Linked DNA regions of Sus scrofa: regions 2 and 3 are each linked to region 1. Evidence: chromatin contacts called from public HiChIP or PLAC-seq data. All regions are on one chromosome and are shown on one strand. The core of a region is the stretch at or near the end of the contact, and the rest is flanking DNA. Distances in the headings are between cores, read along the strand shown.

What was found. HiChIP or PLAC-seq counts read pairs in DNA pulled down with a chosen protein or histone mark.
Region 2: a contact with region 1 is called in an H3K27ac HiChIP or PLAC-seq map of skeletal muscle, with 6 times the contacts expected there. The contact joins two enhancer-like sites. A contact is called at or near these places in 1 of 47 Hi-C or Micro-C datasets (epiblast stem cells) and 1 of 2 datasets of contacts at active chromatin or transcription factors (skeletal muscle).
Region 3: an H3K27ac HiChIP or PLAC-seq map of skeletal muscle shows a contact between it and region 1, with 6 times the contacts expected there. The contact joins two enhancer-like sites. A contact is called at or near these places in 1 of 47 Hi-C or Micro-C datasets (heart right ventricle) and 1 of 2 datasets of contacts at active chromatin or transcription factors (skeletal muscle).

The regions. Positions count from the first base shown.
Region 1 is chr10:6,967,899-6,972,257 of Sscrofa11.1, reverse strand. The region is part of intron 2 of ESRRG (estrogen-related receptor gamma); the gene reads left to right. Among named protein-coding and RNA genes, the nearest start is that of USH2A, 310 kb to the right of the region's middle. Within about 2 kb of position 2,122, at least 1 of the 83 cell types and tissues checked has an H3K27ac peak or open chromatin away from gene starts, as enhancers often do. A contact at or near this core is called in skeletal muscle, where this site is marked.
Region 2 is chr10:7,323,033-7,327,391 of Sscrofa11.1, reverse strand. All of the region lies in intron 2 of ESRRG (estrogen-related receptor gamma), which reads left to right. Among named protein-coding and RNA genes, the nearest start is that of ESRRG, 46 kb to the left of the region's middle. Within about 2 kb of position 2,616, at least 1 of the 83 cell types and tissues checked has an H3K27ac peak or open chromatin away from gene starts, as enhancers often do. A contact at or near this core is called in skeletal muscle, where this site is marked.
Region 3 is chr10:7,282,217-7,286,575 of Sscrofa11.1, reverse strand. All of the region lies in intron 2 of ESRRG (estrogen-related receptor gamma), which reads left to right. Among named protein-coding and RNA genes, the nearest start is that of ESRRG, 87 kb to the left of the region's middle. Within about 2 kb of position 1,790, at least 1 of the 83 cell types and tissues checked has an H3K27ac peak or open chromatin away from gene starts, as enhancers often do. A contact at or near this core is called in skeletal muscle, where this site is marked.

The DNA.
Region 1 (4,359 bases), core at 873-3,372:
TTTTTTTTTTTTTTTTTTTTTTTTTTTGTCTTTCTAGGGCCACACCCAGGCATATGGATGTTCCCAGGCTAGGGGTCAAATCAGAGCGGTAGCTGCCTACAACACAGCCACAGCAATGCAGGATCCAAGCCGTGTCTGAGACCTACACCACAGCTCACGGCAATGCCAGATCCTTAACCCACTATGCCAGGCCAGGGATCGAACCTGCATCCTTATGGATACTAGTCAGATTCATTTCTGCTGAGCCACGGCAGGAACTCCATTTCTTTGATTTTTAAAGGCTGCTTACAAAGAAAAGATGTTACTCCTATTTCTCAGTTTCCCCTTCTGTTCAGTGGGAATCAGAGCCCTTCCAAGTGCCTGAATACTCTAGGGTGCAAAGCCCAAGTGGGTTTGGAATGAAGATACCTCTCTTTTGCTGTGGCGGAAGGCTCCTTGAAGCCCCCAAGTCACAGAGCCAAGACATGACCAGACGGCAGAGCCCGTGCTACACCGTGACTCTCACTCTGGTCGTTTGTAATTTAGGAAGTAGCCTTCTAGTCAAAGGCGCTGTGGGCTACCAGGGAGCAGCGGGACTCAGCTTCCTCCAAAAAGAAAAAAAAAAAAATTGTCAGTCCAATCATCTTCTTCATAGGATAAGTAGTTGAAAACACAAGGTTAGCAAAGACACTTCTGATTTTTATTTCCTAAAGCTTGAGGAAAGACGATGTGGGCTTGGCGACGGCTATCCAGGGAGAGCTCTCCCCTTGGCTCTAAGGATGCTGCCCAGGGGTGGGAAAGGGAGAAAGAATAATGGTTGAAGGAACAGGAGAGAAACAATGAAAGGGGAGTTCCCGTCGTGGCGCAGTGGTTAACGAATCCGACTAGGAACCATGAGGTTGCGGGTTCGGTCCCTGCCCTTGCTCAGTGGGTTGAGGATCTGGCATTGCCATGAGCTGTGGTGTAGGTTTGCAGACGCGGCTCGGATCCCTCGTTGCTGTGGCTCTGGTGTGGGCCAGGGGCTACAGCTCCAGTTCGATCCCTAGCCTGGGAACCTCCATATGCCTCGGGAGCGGCCCAAAGAAAATGCAAAAAGACAAAAAAAAAAAAAAAAAAAAAGAAAGAAAGAAAGAAACAATGAAAGGGTTTTGCGCAGCCGGGCTGGGGCAACACACCGCTGCCAAATCTGAGCTGCCTTTTCCACTGCAAGTGAGAAACTTCAGAAAGACATTGGAGGAGTTCCTTTGTCGTGCACTGGGAAGGATCGGGCTTGTCCGTACCGCGGTTTGGGTGGGTGTCATGGTGCGGGTTTGCTCCCTGGCAGGGGAACTTCCCCATGCAGCGCACGTGGGGGTACGGCCCAAAGGAAAAAGACACTGGGGAAATGCTTCTCATTTCCATAGTCAAAACTTTGAACAAAATCAGACGTGGAATGAATATGGGGATACTTCTGCAGCCTCTGCTCACAATTGCTAAGAAGTTGCCCCTTCATCTCTCTGATTGGAGCTCATGTTCCTATGGGCCACGATTCCAGCTTTTTTTTTCCTAATACAGCAATGGCCTGGCTAATCCAGCTCTAGCTGAAGTCATAGTTTCCAAAGAACTTTGCTTGATTGAGAGACGTACACTGTCCCATTTTCTCTTAAGCGTGTAAGGAGACTAAGAATAACCCATCCACTAGTCGGCGTTGGGTATTCAATCTGGCATGCCAAAATTCCCAACTCCAGGGTGAGAAATAAATCTGTTTCTTTGAATAGCAATGAGAAAGATGGGTAAGCATTTTAAAAGGGTAGATGATGAGAGCTGGTAGTGATGCTAAATGGAGTTTTATGTTCTTATGAACCATTCAGTGGAAAATGATAGAGTGTTTTCTGATTAGGTGATTTCAGCTTTTATGGTGAGAAAATGGTTAAACACAGAGCATACTCAGAAGGTGTTTTGGAGGAATGCTTTTCTTCTTTCCTGGAAGCACATCAGGGAAATGGATGATACATCTCATTTGATTCAAGTGAAACAGTTTAAATTGTTATGGCTTCGAGTTAAAAAAAAAAAGTAAATAGCTCTCTTTGGTAAAGAACGTATCTCTAGTATGTTCTTCTTCTTCTGCAGGTGGTGGCCTCGTGCCTATCAGTTTCACAGTTTGTGACATCTGGTAGCCGCTCTGTCACTGGACAGGAGCTGTTGGGATATATACCAAAAGGGTCACAGCCTATGGAGGTTTCATTTGTTTAAGCCGAGATGCCAGCAGTAGCGTCTTCTCGGAATGGATTGCATGTAAATGGGACTCGGGGAGGGGGGGAGCCATAGGGAAGAAGAAATGCTTTGCGAACTGCTATTCAACCCAGAAAAGCCAAGAGATATATTAAAAGATCACAAGCTATTACCGAATAACAGCTTTTTAAAGCAGTGCTTTGAAAACGAGACGGAGAGTAGAGACTAATAGACAAAGAATAAAGGCAGCTTTCTTAGGAGAGCGGGAGCCTCTCTCCTAAGAATGTGGCTCGAATGTGGTTCCAGAGGAGAGGCTGGGGAGCTGGAGGGCAAGCCCCAAGCAGAGGAGAGATGTCGGTCTCGCCGAGGGCTCCACCTGCCAGATCAGAAGCATCAGCGCCCTCTATCGTCGCCAAGAGAACTGCAGAACCGCTTGAAAGCAGGCCAGGCTCTTTCGCTTTATAAATAAGCAAACTTTTCTGCACACCGTGATTGATGATAATCCGTAGAGTTAGGAAAGAGGGAAGGAAGGAAGGGAAGGAGGAGGGGGGGAAGTGATTGATTTGTGATCACCTTTGTATTATTAACACTCTCTACCATCAGACGTTTAAAACACAAAATGGGTTATGTTGTTTCTATCCTAGCTGTTTGAGTTTATTAACATAGAAAATATTCCTCAGAAGAAATGTCCCACTTCAACCTAGTAATGATGGAGACAGGTTAAGAGGAGAAAAAAAAAAAGTTCCTCTGTTAACTTCATTATATTTCTTGTTGGTTTCAAACCTCTATTGACACATCGGCATTTAACTAACTTTGATAGAAAAACGCTGATGTTACCTAGCGTTCTCCGTTGCCCAATTTCTCTTTCTCGGTAATGATTTTTATCTAGCGTCAATAGGGAAAACACAGGCATTGGAAACTTTTTTTGGAACTGATCTAACATTAAAATGAACATCGCCCAGCTATGTGTTCCACGAAATTAAAGATTATGGCAAGAATGACAACTTCATTCAGGCGGATCATTTGGAATTACATTAAACAGCTGCTGTGAAACAGCTGACGGCAACGGAGAGGATTGTCATCCCGCAGCACAGGCTCCGGCGGGGCTGTGCCTGCACCGGGTTCTGAAAAACACATCCCGCTCCCTTAGACCCACACGCAGCCTCCTCTAGTCCCCATCCTGCTTGTTGCCAAACACTGGGCTTTCTGATCACTTTGTATTCAAGCCAGAGATCCAGGAAGTCCAAATCCAGCCAGACAAGTGCAGAACAGCTTAGCAGAAGCAGCTTTAACAGGTGCCATGGGTATGGTCTTTGGGAACCTGAGACATGACAAACAGTGGGGGACATTGGGCGGCCGCGTCTCTCCACCCCAGGTGCCCAGGATGGCATGTCGCTGAGTAGCAGTTTGCCACCAAGGCCAGCTCATCGATCCTTAATTGATGACATAACAATGCCAAAAATATTTAAATACCTTAGCAGCACAAGCCCCCTGCAAACAAACTTCAGCCAGATGTCTCTTGCCTGTTCCCCTGTTCTGTATGTTGGAAACAGAACAGACTGGAATAAGGAGAGAGGACCTGGTTAGAATTCAAAGGGTGAGGTGACAGATCTGATTTAAGCAGGTGCCTTCCTAGTTGGAAAAGAGGCAGTTGGGGTTTCCTTGTGGGCAGTGGGTTAAAGGTCTGACTTTGTCATTGCAGAAGCTCAGGTTGCTGCAGTGGCATGGGTTCAATCCCTGGGAACTAAAAAAGAAAAAAAAAAAAAAAAACTGAAGATTGCTACACAGAAGCATAGGCATAATTGGATGGGTCATGGTCCTGCCTTGTCCTTGTCTGCAAGGAGGAGGCATGGTACACACTGGCTGAGGGTGCTTGGAAGTTACACCCCCTGATATTTCTAGTTTTCGAGGCACACTGCATTCGCTCCTTGGTTTGCTCTCCTGCCAAGATGGGGATCACCCGTCCCCCCAGTAATTACACTTGATTAATGTGAGTTTGGAAAAGTTGGCTGACCCTACAGGATCCTTCCAAACCCTATCCCTTTATAAATCCAGGGACAACTTATATCTCCCATTAGGAAGAGAAAATTGTGAATTGGCCAGAAGTTCATGAACTTACCTGTGTACCCTGAGCAAGCACCAGAGAAAAACGTAGGGGATCCTGTGTGT
Region 2 (4,359 bases), core at 1,367-3,866, 350 kb before region 1:
TCCTGAGCATAAGAAGGGAGGGAGTGGGACGGACTGGGAGTTTGGGGTTGGTAGATGCAAACTGTCACATTTGGAGGGGATGAGCATTGAGGTCCTGCGGTGCAGCACAGGGAACCCTATCCAATCCCTTGTGATGGAACGTGATGGAAGATAATTATGAGAAAAAGAACATATTATATATATGTATCACTGGGTCACTTTGCTGTACAGCAGAAATTGGCAGAACCTTGTAAATCAACTAGAATAACAAAATATTAAAAAAGGGTTTCACTGCTTGGAAATAAATTTTAGAGATTTTTCAATGCTTGTTAGCATATTAAAAAATTTGAAAAGGCCTGCTGGAGAGAAACCAGCCTAACTCAAACATATTTACAAATAATTTCCTCCCTCCTTCCCTCCGCCTTCTTCCCTGACATGCCAGAGCAGCACGGAAGCTCTGAACCAACGTTCAGAGGAGCATCCAGCCCTGCTGACTGATAACCAGTAGGGATTCTAGGGCAGAACAGTCCAGGGAAAACCCTTCCATCCTGGAACCCAGACTTAAGTGTGAGACCCGAGTCTGCCACTCTGTCCCCGAGCAAATTGAACTTTCCTCTTTTTTGGTTTCACTGTGTCTGAACTGGACATCACAACGCCAGCGAGGCGGGCTTGTTGCGAAGATTCAAGGGGTGAAGTCCTTTCTAAACTGTCAAGTCCTGCAAATACAGATGCCTTTTGTGCTCTTTTATTTGCTTTTTTGGAGCTTGGAATGAGTCCGCCCAGGGCTAGTCCCCTGTCCAGGGTTCATTGATAGAATGTTGGAGAAGGAATGAGCCTTCTGGCTTCATGAGGGAGTGAGGGGGGCTGCCCTCCTGGACCTGAATTCGAACCTTGGGCTTGACAAGCTTCAGGCTCCAATCGGCTAAAATCGCCGGCTCTCAGGCCCATTTCTCTCCATGTGCCAGCGGGTCCCGAACGTGGGTGCCTACTGGCATCCCTCAGGGGGTTTAGGCAACGTACTGTTGCCTGGCTCGAATCCCCACATGGTCAGCCTGAATCGCTGCGGGGTGTGGCTTGCGCGTCAAGGACAGCTTTTAAAAGCTTCCCAAGTGATTCCAGGACATGGCAAAGTTTGGAGCCACTGATTTAACCTAATCCCTGTGATCCGCTTTTTTTTTGCAGCCTGGCCAAGAGACAAGCTTCCAAGTTGTTCATTGTTACAAACCAATGAATTAGATTCTTTTTTCTTTTCTTCTGGGAGGGTAAACAGACAAGAGGAAGGGGGGGGGAGGGAAATTGACTTTGCTCAGCTGCCGGCTTGCAGGTGGCACTGTGCCTTCTTGTGCATTTCAGCTCCCCAGTGACTCTGACACTGAAATGGTATGAGTCCATTTTAAGGATATGCCGTAACTGATCACAGAGACCTTAAGATATTGCCTAAGGAATTGGAGGCAGGACACCAACCCTGTCTTGCTTGGTCCTTTCCACAACACTGTGACAGCCATTCAGCTTTTCTTTGGGCTCCCTGCACCCTCTCCCTCCCTCGTTTTTGTCTCCTGAGCTTTCTGGTAAAACCTGGTAGGCAGCAGTGCCACATTGGTGTCAAATGAAGTCCGGTTACAGTTTTTGGAGGGAGACGAAGTTGTGCATGTTAAGCTTCAATACGTTTGGGAAATGACATACTTTATTCCCTTATAATATAATAACTGTCCACATAAGGTAGCTTAATAAGCAGTAAATGTAGGCGTTTTCTGAGCAAGGCCCCTTCTGAGCAAAGTACCTGGACCACCGTAGAGCTGAGGGCCTGTCGGTAAGGCTGGCTCTGCTTTTTCCATTTCCCAGATTGGCCAAAGGCTTCGTGGAATAGAAGTAGATGCAGGCCAAGTTTCTCTCTCTCTCTTTTTTTCTGGTCTTTTTAGGGCCACACCTGCAGCATATGGAAGTTCCCAGGCTAGGGGTTGAATCGGAGCTGTAGCCGCTAGCCTCAGCCACAGCCACGCCAGATCTGAGCTGTGTCTGTGACCTACACCACAGCTCATGGCAACACCAGATTCTTAACCCACTGAGCTGAGGCCAGGGATCAAACCTGCGTCCTCATGGGTACTAGTCAGATCCATTTCTGTTGAGCTACAACAGGAACTCCCTAAGGTTCTCCTATGAGAACAGTTTATTCCTTGAACATTTATGGAGCACCTGCTGTGTGCTCAGACCTAGGAATAAAAAGATAACAGAAATGGCTATGACACTAAAGGCAGTTACAGCTGAGCAGCAAAGACAGACATGTTAACAATAATTAAAGTATGACACACATAGTCACAGAGGTGTGTTGCTGGGGGTAGTAGGGAGGAAGGCCTGTGGCCCATGCTGGGGTGTCCCTGGAAAGGGGCAGGGGTCCGTCGTGCAGGAGTTGATCAAGGTGACTTTGAAGTGTGTGGTTGGGTTCCCTCATGCCCCTCTTTGGCAGTTACCTAAATATCAATGTTTGAAGGACCCTCCCCCCAAGAATGGGAGGGGCGCTATTAAAGAGGAAATCCAGGTTGTAAGAAGTTGAGTGACTTGCCCAGGGTTGCCAGAGCCACGAGAAGTAGAAATTAGACTCCCACTCGTGTGTTCTGACTCCAAGGTTAGTGTTCTTTCCGTGACACGAGTTTCCTCTGCCGGCGCAGCAACTGGCAGGGACGCAGAGCTGAGAGCTGAGTTGGTGACTTGCAGCATCAGGTGACATCTTGATTATTTTTTCCAGTGGAACCTGGTTGCCAAGGAAAACCTTCTCTCTGCTGAACCGAGGCAGTGACTACCTCGAATGAAAATAGAGCCCTGAAATGAAAGAACCCCGGAAAACCCCAGGTGTAAAAGAAAAGCGGAGATGTGTAACTCTCTCCAGAAATTGATGGTACAAATCCAGGTGTCCATACATATTTAAAATCGCCGTCACTCCTTGGCCTTGGGTGGTATATAATTTCCTTGTTTACAAATTAGACTTAATTCAAATAAATGCGGTTTTATTTCAGACACTTGCAAGTCCTTCACATTCATAATTTCCCCCCCCCATCTTTAACACCTGCTGAAGCCATTGCCAATTCCTGAATAATTCCTGAATAAATTTCTCCAGCCAGAGCGTTCTTCTAAATCTTTCCCAAGGCTGATAGAAATCTGGCTTCCACGGGCCTGTTAGCCTAGCATATTCCAAACCAAATTCATAATTTTCTTAGCCTGGTCTTGATTTGGATCACTCTAACACCCTATCATTAATTCAGGTGGCCAAGCCAGACTCTAAGGCCCGCTGATTCCAGCTCCCTGGCAGATACTCCCCCCCCCCCCGCTCCTGACCTCACAGCTACAGTTCTGCCACAGCCCTCATTCTCTGGCATCTGACAGCTGCCACGGATCTTAACTGTACTCCCCGAAACAATGAGTATCTTCCCACCCTAATCCATCTTTCTTAGCACAAGGAGCATCGTCCAGCCAGCTGAAACCAAACCAGGAAGTTCTTCTTCTTTTAATTCAGTATTCAACTCTTTCTAAAAGGCTGGTCCATTTTCCCTTGTCAGTTACATAAAATACCTTGACAATAAATTTCTCTGATGATTGAAGCTTTTATTGTGTCTCAGGGCCATCATTCTGAATACTGGTGATTATGAGACATTCTTCGTGTAGTCGTTGGCATGACGTTTGGCTTAAATGAATGTGTTGTTCTCTCTGAATCCAGTTTTAAAATAATCTCTTCTTACATCAGTGGTCCTTAACCTTTCTGGAGTCATGAACCCTTCTGAGAATGTGATGAAACTTATGGGTCTTGTCTTGAGAACAGTGCATAGGTTACTGTGTGCACACCCACCCCCACCCACCCACCCACACACACACACGCACACCTATTTTGCCTACACCTTCAAGACTTTCTTAATTCATTCGTAGATGAACTAGCCTGAAATCTGGGTTGAGGACCCCTGTCTTATAGGAAGTTGTTTCCTTTCATGTCAGAGGCATGGTGTACATTTTTATTTTAAGGAAATATCCTGATGAACTTGTAGTTGCCTTGATTTGCTGTAATGCTTTCCCACAGTTCAGACCCTGTCTTGCCGGTGTGGACTGGGATAGGGCCCTGGGGCCGTTCATGGGCACAGCCATCCTGATAACACCCTTAACTAGCTCTAGGACTTTGTCATGTCCTTAACTAGCAAGATGCAGTAGAAATCAACTTGGATCCTCTGTCGGGGGACCTGAATTCTTGTCTCCATGGGCTCTCCTAAGTCTGTCAAACATTTTAGAAACTCAGCACTAGTGTAAAGTGAGGCACGTCTGCCATGACGATGTTTTGCTGGAATGTAAAGTGCTCTCGCTCCTGCTTTCACTTTATCTTAACAAAGACGGGATGAGAAG
Region 3 (4,359 bases), core at 541-3,040, 310 kb before region 1:
GCTCTGTTCCACATAGTAATTCAGGGACCCAGGACGATCCTCAAGGGCTTCAGAGTCTGAAGCACTGGAAGACTGAGAATATAGAATGTCTCAAGGGAGGATTTTAGGGACCAAGGATGTCACACATCATTTCTGGGCCCAGTTTATTCATGGAGAACTATATGACAGCAAGGGAAGCTGGGAAAGAGAGTGTAACTGTGTGCCCAGGAAGAAAAAGGAATGAGGTTTTATAAGCTTAGGGTCTGCCATGGTGAGGAAATGGAGAAAGAGAAGAATAAGGAAAAATGTATCAGAATAGGGAGGCCCCTTCAGTAAGGAATAATAGTAACCTGGATATAGGGAAGAATTTGTTGGCTTTGGAAACCTGAAACACATGTGGTATGCTTGGAGCGTCAGATGAAGTCAGACAAGGAGGCTGTTCTAGCCTCCTCTGAAGGGCTTGCCTATTGCCCAAGTATTCTAAACCTCCTCCTGCATGAGAAATAGGGACCCTGCTATTGGCTCTTGGTAAGCAAGAAAGCACCATAATCCAATCTGTGTTTTTGAAAGAGAATTCTGGCCCCCAACCACTACCAGAAAGGCCTCTGAAATTGAAGAAGAAACCAATTTTCCGAACCTTTCCTGATCGCGCGCCTAGTTCTCAATACCCAGGAAAAACTGACTTCACCTCTGCCTGTGCCCATCTAAATCATGCTTACTTGGTAGGCTTCCATTAACGTACGACAGTCACAACCAGAGGCTGCAGTGAGTTCTATAAATTCAGACTGGAAATGTAATTTCAGATCTCACTGGGCCTGTGTTGTTTCAGTGATATGATAATCAATGACTGTAGCTCCCTTTGAAGCTCATAGAGTGACCTCTTTTGACATTGATTTCTCATCTGTTTTTTTTTCTCTGACCTTTTTTCACCTCCTATGTCTCTTTATTTGCGAAGGCATAGTATTTTATTGCCAGGCACCCTTATAATAACCACAGTAGCCATACATTTCGCTTTGTTCAGATCATTACTACCTAAATAGACGCTCTTGTGGCAAGATCTAGTCCTAGGAACCCATGTTGCAAAGCTCTTCGAAGGAGATGGTTTTTCTTCCTTTAGAAGGTACCAGAGTGAGCTGTTGAGTAGTCTTCTTTGCTCAGGCTGGAGTCTAGGAAGATTGCTACGTGATCTTATGATCTTACTTTTGGAGTAGGGACCCGAATTGAGAAAACCAGAGAAAATGGTCTCAAGTATATGATATCAGACTTCACCTGGTATTTCTAATGCATTACTTAGCATGTCTTGCTAGAAGCGCGTTGGAGGTTGAAGGCAAAGATACATAAAATGTGTGCCTTCCTCAGAGAAGGGCGTGGGTTCTCCGGTATTTCTGCTCCCCCCAGCGTGACCTTTAGAAGAGAATGTGATCGATAACCTACTGGATCATCTCTTGTCTGGCTGTCAAGAAGGTCCAGGAAGGAGACACAGAGGGAGGTTGATGCAAGCCCCTGCAATGGCTAAGTGCACGCTGAGTAGAGAAATACTCATGCTTTTTCAATCATTTCCAGAAGGTTCCTAAGTACCTGATGTGTGATGAGCTTTTTCACTTGGGGCATCTGCTGTCTCTGCCGAGCTCAACATTCCAGAGAGGTTATTTTTTTTTCCCCCCGAGTTCAAAACTGAACATGTCAGCAGCGAGCAGCCACCCAGCTTTATGACGAATGCCACGGCTGACAACTTCACAGCTGCCAAGGAATTGGCTGAGCCTTTCTTGTAAAGCAGCACCATACAGGAGAGACGTGCCATTGGTTCTCACCCTGGAATTCCCAGATGTCCTCACCCTGGGAAAACATGCCAGCCTCTCCTTACAGGGTTGTCCAGTGTCTGGTGGTAATGACCATGGCTGGTAGCTCTTGAAAGGGTACAAGGGGACTCTTCTTCTGTACTATCAGAGTAAAAAACAAACAAACAAACAATACAACACAAAACGACCACCCTGTTTTTGGAACGAGGCCATTAACTTATTGATCATGCTGCTCGGATTGTTTGAAACCAAAGAGATCATTGAGGGAGCACATATAAATGTTTTGTTTTACTATTTATTCGTGAAGAATTCTAATAATTCTATAGACATCTAATGACTAGAATAAGAATCACATAATTTTTCTATACTATTTTGAGGTTTGCAGGGGCAGCTCTTTTAAGATGTGTCATTTTGATGTGATGAAGGAGAAATGAAGGCAGGACGATGACAGAAAAGTGCCTCCTGAGCCCCATGATCATTTTCAGGAGGCCCATTTATTTTCATCAGAAATCCGATAATATGCCAGAGCCCTCTTAGTGATTACGGATGATTAGTCCTTGGACTCTGGCTGGAAGATAGAAGATTCCTTAACCAAGTGCCCTGGGTCGTCTCCGAGAAACCATGTGAGGAATGTCCTGCTGTGGTTACCTAGCCCATCAACCAGATTGCGGTCCCTCATTATCCCCCGTCCCAATGAGAAGGGAGAGAGACACCGTTCTCTTCTAAAAGTGCTTATTTGGTCCCTGCCCCACAGTTGCCCTTTAGTCGAGAAATGTCTAGGAAAGTCCAGCCAGGTCAAGGGGAGCGTCTGGTGGATCGGAAGTGCTCCTGCATCCATTGTTAGAAAGGTTCTCCCGCACCTGGTCCTGAACGTCGAGCTCTCGCTGGCTTCATTTTAGAAAGATGGAGAGGGAGACGTGCGAGCGTTCGAACATGAATGTGACGTCTGGGTATTCCTCAGGTTGTAACCAGGAATTCATCTGGAATCATGTACAGAGGGAGACGATGTTGATGCTGATGTGTTCAGTCACTATGAAATCTGCCCCAGCATCCGCTTCAGGGTTGCCCCGCGTGCCTTTGCATTTGCACAGGTCATTTTCTGTTCTGCATCTTCAAGTCGATCTGCGTTGCATCACCCCCAGTTCCTTCTTTGGCACTTCCTCCGAAGTTGCCTGATCACTTTCCTCAGAGTTACAAAATTCAATCTTAGAATGCAAGGTGTGTTTCCATTTCACACCCTTAGCATGTCTTCCTGGGCCCCTTGAAATGCTTCTCATGGGAAATGACTCCCAAACGGTTTCGTGGTTATCATCATAGAACTTTCAAGTACTTTGATACATGGGAGATAAGACTCAGGGTGGGTTCCCCTGCTTTCACGTAATCCCACTTGGCTGTTTAAAAGCACAGTCAGTAGGTGACCCAGCATTCTTCTTTCTTGGGGCAGCTCCAGTCCCATAAGACTCTTCTTTTCTCTCTCTCTCTTTCTTTCACCTCTTAATACGCAATGGCAGTGACTGTTCTAAAAACACAAGGATGGCCCCTGCCAGTGGGCATGCATTGACTCATAATCATTGCCCTTTTAATTTGAGGCTCTAGCAGATGGAAAGTTATTTGGATGTTGCAGTCACAGCAAAAATAATGTTGGCGTCCTCTCAGCTTTTGCCTGGAGAAGCCCAAGAGCCTGTTTCTTATAATTAGAAGGTGCGTGTGAATTTGAGACGTAGCAGCGTCAGCCATTGTAAGCATGAACTGATTCACCTTTTAGAAGTGACAGGTGAAGAATAAGCCCAAGGTTGCCTGGAGCTTTCTTTAGGATAATACCCAAAGGGAAACCCTTGAAGGTTCAAGCCCAGAATTATCAACATAGCCTAGTCTTTCCTGTCCCTCCCCCACCCCCCATTATTCATTCTGTTCCCTCCTGTCTCAGAACCACCTGAGGACATGAAACTGCTGACTTCAGCATCTTGGCCAGTGCGGAGCTCTTAGATCCTAGATGTGAAATGAGGAGGAAAAAAAGTCTTTCACAAAACCTTTCTTCCAGAATTTCATTTCTCCCTTTGTCAAGCCTGTGTGCCCGCCTTTAAAGAATTTCTCTCTTCTACCACGCTGTCTATTCTGTGCACTGATTCTTTCCCACACCTGATGGCCAAAGCAGTGTTCCTTGGCCTGAGCAGTCATTTTAAATGGCACTTATTTTTATCATTTGGAGCCCTAGAAAGGTCTTCTAAAAGCAGACCCAGACACTCAAGTCCTAGTGACACAGGGCGAGAGCTATGACTTTCCCTAGAGTTTTGATTATTAGTTGAGTAATTTATTTTGGTGGGAGTCCCATCAGCTGGGACCACTTATTAACAAGTGAATTGGGGACAAACCGTCACTAATGGAACAGAAGAGAAGATGTGACTGATGGACCCATATCTATGTTTGGGCCCTGGAGATCCTGCTCTTCCAACCTCAGGTCATTCTGACACTGTTGGTTTTTGGAAACTGGCATTTCTTTCTTTGATCTGCAGTCACCTGCCTCTCTATGGAGTTTCCTTTGGACCGAAGGAGATGGTTTTTTCTGCCAAGCAGCTTCCAG